2 separate regions of the Mus musculus genome follow, and region 2 is linked to region 1. Evidence: chromatin contacts called from public Hi-C data. All regions are on one chromosome and are shown on one strand. Each heading gives the region's core, a stretch centred on a gene start, on an enhancer-like site or on the middle of the called end of the contact. The rest is flanking DNA. Distances are from core to core; before and after follow the strand shown. Region 1 overlaps Slc25a26 (solute carrier family 25 (mitochondrial carrier, phosphate carrier), member 26). Region 2 overlaps Lrig1 (leucine-rich repeats and immunoglobulin-like domains 1).

What was found. Hi-C and Micro-C count contacts between places; a contact is called where the count stands out from the background.
Region 2: a Hi-C map of liver shows a contact between it and region 1, with 5 times the contacts expected there. The contact joins two enhancer-like sites. A contact is called at or near these places in 2 of 484 Hi-C or Micro-C datasets (liver and nephron progenitors), 1 of 115 datasets of contacts at active chromatin or transcription factors (pancreatic cancer cells) and 2 of 9 other capture datasets (adipose tissue and pancreatic islet).

What each region holds. Positions count from the first base shown.
Region 1 is chr6:94,547,558-94,550,491 of GRCm38.p6, reverse strand. The region is part of intron 5 of Slc25a26 (solute carrier family 25 (mitochondrial carrier, phosphate carrier), member 26); the gene reads right to left. Among named protein-coding and RNA genes, the nearest start is that of Slc25a26, 49 kb to the right of the region's middle. Within about 2 kb of position 1,346, at least 12 of the 459 cell types and tissues checked have an H3K27ac peak or open chromatin away from gene starts, as enhancers often do. A contact at or near this core is called in liver, where this site is marked.
Region 2 is chr6:94,665,692-94,668,907 of GRCm38.p6, reverse strand. The region is part of intron 1 of Lrig1 (leucine-rich repeats and immunoglobulin-like domains 1); the gene reads left to right. Among named protein-coding and RNA genes, the nearest start is that of Lrig1, 33 kb to the left of the region's middle. Within about 2 kb of position 1,962, at least 23 of the 459 cell types and tissues checked have an H3K27ac peak or open chromatin away from gene starts, as enhancers often do. A contact at or near this core is called in liver, where this site is marked.

The DNA of each region.
Region 1 (2,934 bases), core at 97-2,596:
ACTGTGCCAAATGAAGCAGGTGTGAGATATCTCAGAGATGAAAGCAATGCTCCACACAACAATGCCATCCTGGGGCGCTTTCCTGACATGTGCAATTCTTCTCCCCTCTCCCTGAGCCGCATCTGAGGAGAACACATTTCTGCTGGGTTTTAGCACTGAGGAAAAAGTCCATTCCACGGGGTCCTTCTCAAAATAGTAAGAAATCCAGCCACAGCAGGAAGGCTGGCTAAATGTTCTTTTTTCCAAGTATTTTCTGTAAAATCAAAATAATTCCTCATGTAATTCTTTTATCTTGAAAACTATTTAAAATCATTTAGCTTTAAAATAATTCTAAGTAGCCTACTACCAAGATTGGGGGGAAGGGGGAGAGAAAACTTCATGAAGAAGGTAACCATGTTTGCTGTCCATTAACAGCCACAAGGTGACAAGAGAGGGTAGGGCTGAGTGTGAGCCAAGTGCCTGGCTCGCAAACATGAAAACATCAAAACAATCCACACACTCGCGTGTGAAGGAAAAACCTGTGCAAGATGACACAGGCCCCAGGAATTTTGTTAAAAACCGGCAATTCATGACAGAAACGTTGCTAAAGATGAAAAAACTGTCTCCCGAGTTCCAGCAATGTTATCCAACATTTCTTTATTTCAAAACAGAACACCCAGCTCTGTTACAACCCTGACCCTAACCCTAACTATAACCCCTGCTCCTTCATTTCTGGCTTGTTTGGGATTCGCCTTGGTTGCTGTTTGTTTTGCTCTGCTGGGAACTGGATGGCACAGAGCCCTGTAAGCACCAGGTGAGCCTCTACCCCACAGGGGAATCTCTTCCCTGAGCTCAGTGTCTTAGATCCAGCTGTTCTCACAGTAGGCTCAGGGTCACCTGCAGGGGATAAAACGCAAACTCTTGATCCCATCCCCCGAGTTCCAGATTCACAAGTCTGGGGCAAAAGCTAAGGACTTATATGTCTGCCAAGTCCCCAGGTAATGGTGATGCTGCGGGCCCAGGCTCCACACCTGGAGATGGGCATTTCCTCTGGCAATGGCAAAGACCTTTGGGCCCTGGAACTAAGGAGGGGTTCTACCAAAAAGGAAACCCACTCAAGGCACAGCAGGTACTTTGGAGATTATTGAGTCCAGGTCTCTGCAAACTTTCTAACTGAGCCGGATAAGGAGCTCAGGCTCTATGGACCACACAGTCCCAACACTACCACACTCCGCACTGCAGTGTGAAGGCAGCGGGGCACTCGAGAGTGCTATGTATGTGCCTACAGCGTTACTACAAAGACAAGTTACAGCTTACCATCTTAAAATTGACACGACCAATGTCCGGATGACTGGACATCTCTGGGAGGCCACAGACAGCAGATTACATCACTGCAGCGCGTGGACTCTGCTTCCTGATGTTTGACACAGTGAACAGTAAAGAAAAGCCACAAATGGAACGCACTGTTAAATCCTGCAGAGTTTGTAATGAACAGAAAGGCTTTACTAAATAAAATGAGATCTCACTTCTAAAATTAACCTGAGACATGACAATTTCCATTTTTTTAAGATTCTATTTTATTTTTTAATTATGTGTATGTAGATGTGTCCCAGGTGTGCAGGTGTCAGCAGAGGGTGAAGGAAATGAACACATGTCCTCAGAAAGAGCAGTGCGCTCTTAACTGCTCTCAGCTCCGCAGCCCCTATCGTTTCTAGGATTATGTGTAAATGGAAGGCTGCAGAGGTCACTTGCTGCATTCCTGTCACCTGGCTTCGCTGCACACCATAGCAGCTGGACTGAGCCTTGCTTCCCTCTCACTCTCTCCCATTCACTTCCTGCCCTTCCTTAAAGCAATCCTCCCAGTTCTAACCCCTTCTCACATGGACCACAGACATACAAGTCATGATAACTAAGCAAAATACACTTTTGTGTACTGAAGTGAAGTAGCCTAGGTGTGATTTTTAATTCTAGTTATCAAATAATTCTTAAATTTAAATAAATACTTACCAAGCAAGACAAGCATGGTAATCTTCACAAAGCAGATGTCTAAAATATTTAGTTATATGTATGTATGTATGTACACACACACACACACACACACACACATATATATGAATAACTTTCTATGTGTTTATAAAATTATAAACATGCACAGGTACAAACATAATCTATATGTGTTCACAGCTTTCTCAGCTTTTAGAATGAAAAGTGATATTTAGGAAGTCAGTATATTTTGGTAGTTAGTGAGCAAACTTTATGTGGTACCTTGTAACTATGCTATAACACAAAATAAAGAATAAAATCCGTTCACTTCTGTTCCCAAATTCAAGCTGGCATTTCTATAGGAGCTACAGTTACAGTGTGCATGTCCAGTTTAGGATCATAATGATGAGTCCCAAGTCTGAGAAACAGCTTGGAACGTGTTTCATGTACCCTGAACCATGCATGAAGAAACAGCTGTTATTTACAGATCAAAGCAACCCCGAGGATCCTAAAACAACCAGAGTGAAAAACGCCTAAATCTAATTTCATCCCTGTCCACACGCTCCTTTGAACTAATAATTCAGAGAATTGGTCAGTACATTGAACTAATTAGCATGCTTAACGCTTGCCAATTTTGATGGCTCCAATTTTTTATTTTAAGAAATGGAATATAAATAACAGGCTTTTTCAGACACACACAAGCAAGTTAGAGAAAATACAGGGGCCACTTCAACTTGACAAAGTCATATATATTGAGCAATGCCTAAAAAGTCTCACCATGAGGTGAGGCCTATTTGCTATTCTCTAAGATGGGAAATGGGAAATGAACTACCTGGGGTTATTATATTGGTTTGCATGGGACATTCCTGTATTTACTCAGTGTTTGCAGCCCACATCTAGCACCATCTCACCCTGAGGAACTGCAGTAGGTGCCCTAAAAGGATGGGGCTATTTTTACTTGCAGTCAGGGTG
Region 2 (3,216 bases), core at 713-3,212, 120 kb before region 1:
GATAACTGAAGTGCCCACCTCCATGTAGTGCACATGTGTCTGTTGAGCGCTTACAATATGGTTAATATGATGAGGAGCTGAGCTCATAGACTGATATGATATTAAGTGGTTTCAATGAATGGCCACATGGTTAGCCATGGTAGTGATCTCTCAGCTATTGAAATTCTCTGGCTTGTGGGTGGGGAGCTTGCTGGGCAGCATGCTCAGCGAGCACAGGGTTGTCCTGTGCCCGGTTAAACAGTGTGCTTTTCAGACACGCCTGAATAAAACCTGAGCTGTTCTCTGCAGCCTTGCCTCTTGTGTGTTCTGCAAATGGTGGGCTGCACGACCATCTTTCAGCAGATTAGCTGAAAAAAGTGTCTATGGCTGGGCCCAACTGTTTGAAGATCAGCGTGCTCTTTGTGCAAGAACAGGGGCGATTTGTGTTGTGACAAGGCTGATGGTACTCAGTGAAAGCAGCAGTTGGCAGGGACTAAATTCCCGAGGTTTCTTTCCTTGTGCGCTACCGAAAGGTGCAGAAGTACTTTCGACCGTGTGTCCTGCTGACAGATGGATTGTTTTGACAGGAGAATCTGAACCCTCCACTGAAGCACCATTCAGATGTCAGGCAGGAAGGGGCAGCCATGCTCCTTGAAATAAGTGGGATGTTTTAGATGTGTGTGCCTGTCAGCTGCCACCTGGAGGAGCAGAGTTCGGTAGTTAACCCTTTCACTGGTCTTGGGATCGGAAATAAATTCATGCTCCTTTCTGCTGGCTTCGTGGGCTAAGTATATGTCTGTTAATGTTGGAAAATGAGTGTTGATATTAGTAAGTATAGAGGACAAGCGGTTTAAAAGCCTGTTACTTTTCTTTTCTTTCTTTTTTTTTTTAATTTTGGGAAAAACCACACTGTACTCATAATTGCTTTATTTATAGCAGCCAAAATAGAAACAAGCTAACTGATCCTCAGAAAGTAGGTAGGCAAAATGTAGACTGTTCATACCAAGGAGTATTGTTCAACCATCAAAAGCAATGAGACTTTCACATATGTGATGAGATTCATCTATGAACCTTGAAAGCATTGTATTAAGTTAAATAAGGCAGACACAAAAGGACCTATACCTGTGATTCCACTTACATGGGGTTCCTAGAGTAGAGTTTATGGAGACAGAATGATGGTTGGCACATACAGGGAAAATAGGATTAGGAAAAAGTTGATAGTGGTGGTGACGATGGGTGTGTCTGAATGTGTATGTGGTCACTGAGCAGCAACGTACAAATGGTTACATACATTTTATAACAGTGAGCGAGCGGTATTGGGCATTTTTGTTTTGGCCGGTGTTTGACTATTTTATTCCTTGTTAGATTTTCACAGGGGAATTAACTGGTTTCCCTGTTTCCTGCTAATGCATTTGAGGTCTCAGTTCCTTCAGAAATTCAGGACCTCTTCTCAAATTTAAAAGCCAGAGTAGCTCTGTCTAGGGACAGGAGCAGTTCCAGGGGCTGTGAGCTGTAGCACCTTCACCCTGTGCTGCCCACAGGTGTTATGGGAGAATGGCCCTTTCTAGGCAGTCCCTTGGCACGTGTGTTGGTCTGTGGCTTTTCTGGTTCAGTGACTATCCAGGCTGACCCAGTGAGGGCTAACACACTTAGTGTCCTGTCTTTGTAGCAGATCGCTGGCATCCTGGTATCAAAGACCTGGTGTTCCTCAGCTCCGGATGACAGTGTCGGTAAAGGTTCTTTTCTCAATCTGCCCTAAGAAGCAGAATTAGTGTTTCTGAAAGCTAGTTATATTATCTTTCCAAGAAAATACAAAGCATTGGGTATATGGCTTTTAATGGCTATGTGAGGTGTGGGAAAGGAGAGACATGATTTTGTCTCAGAGTGTTCAGAATGAAGCCATCAGGACTATAGAAAGCCTGCTGAGCCCCAGCCCCTCCCACGGTCCATGCCTTCTGAGCCTGTAGCTTCTGGAGAGTCCAGGTCCCAACGTAAGCTGGTGTCCTCAGGCCAAGTGTGGCAGCTGGCAGAGAGGTTTTGTTTGCCCTGTCCTTGGTTACTCTTTTAGGTTTGTTTTTTTAAGGAACTGAGAACTTTTCTCATAAGACTTGGAGTTTCTCTGAAAATCCAAGCTTGGTGTCAGCACGAGCCCTTGCCTCTGGAGTGAAGGAGTAAATGCCTGTGAAGGTGGGTAGGTGGACTTGCTGGCTTGCTCCATCAGCAGCCTAATCTGATGACCCTCCCACCTGCTCAGTGGCCTCTGAGAGCCTTTATTAAGTTCTCTTCAGCTCAACCACGCCAATTACCCGTGATGATGTAAGTTCTGTGCTGCCTTTACATCTCCCCCGCCTCCGCCCCAGACAATGTTCCCATATCCTTAATGATAATCTGATCAAAGCAGCAAACAGTAGTCCAGGCAGTCTTTTATGATGTAGAGAATTCTCTCAAAACTGGAGTTTCTTTCCTGGGCCTAAGCTGTTAATATCTACATTCTCATTAATAAATATCTCCCAAGCACAGTCAAGTTCATACTTGACTTCAGTATGTGGTTTAAAAATTACCACCTTCAATCTTTATGGTAACTTAATCTCTGGACAAATTGCTTTTAATTCAGACTGTGCCATGAACACAGATGGGCCATTAGTTTCAAGTGCAGTTTGACTTTTATTTAGACGAATGTCTTTGAGTTCACAGTAAAATGGCTATCAGCTCTAGGGTAGTATTGATCGAAACGTCTCCAGAGTAAGTTTAAAAGATATTTACCATTTATGATTAGTAGCATTGTTAATTGGCATTAATGTCAATGGAATTAATAGCCAAGATGAAAAATGTTAATCTCTTGCACCCACAGGCCTGGGTGGACTTCTGTGGCAAGGAACTGGAAGGCAGTGAAACTCATCTTGATTACCTGTAGTGGCTTCTGTTCCTGATGGGTTAGCCTGGCTTGTGTTCAGCGTGTGGTTAAAGAAGCTGAGCTGACTGAATATTACTGAGCTTACTCTGCCTGCAGCTAAGGCTGTGTTCCCTAGGCAGTGGAGGGGAGAGAGGTCCAGTTCTGAACAGGATGGGTGCTGTTTTACACACACACACACACACACACACACACACACACACACAGCTCTTGTGTGGCTTCCCTGCCTGGGGTTAGCAAGAGTATGTGTCCCCACCAGTTGGCTTTCTTTTCTTGTGACTGTCATTCCTAATCTTATTCATTGATGGTAGGCATCCTGTGTTCAT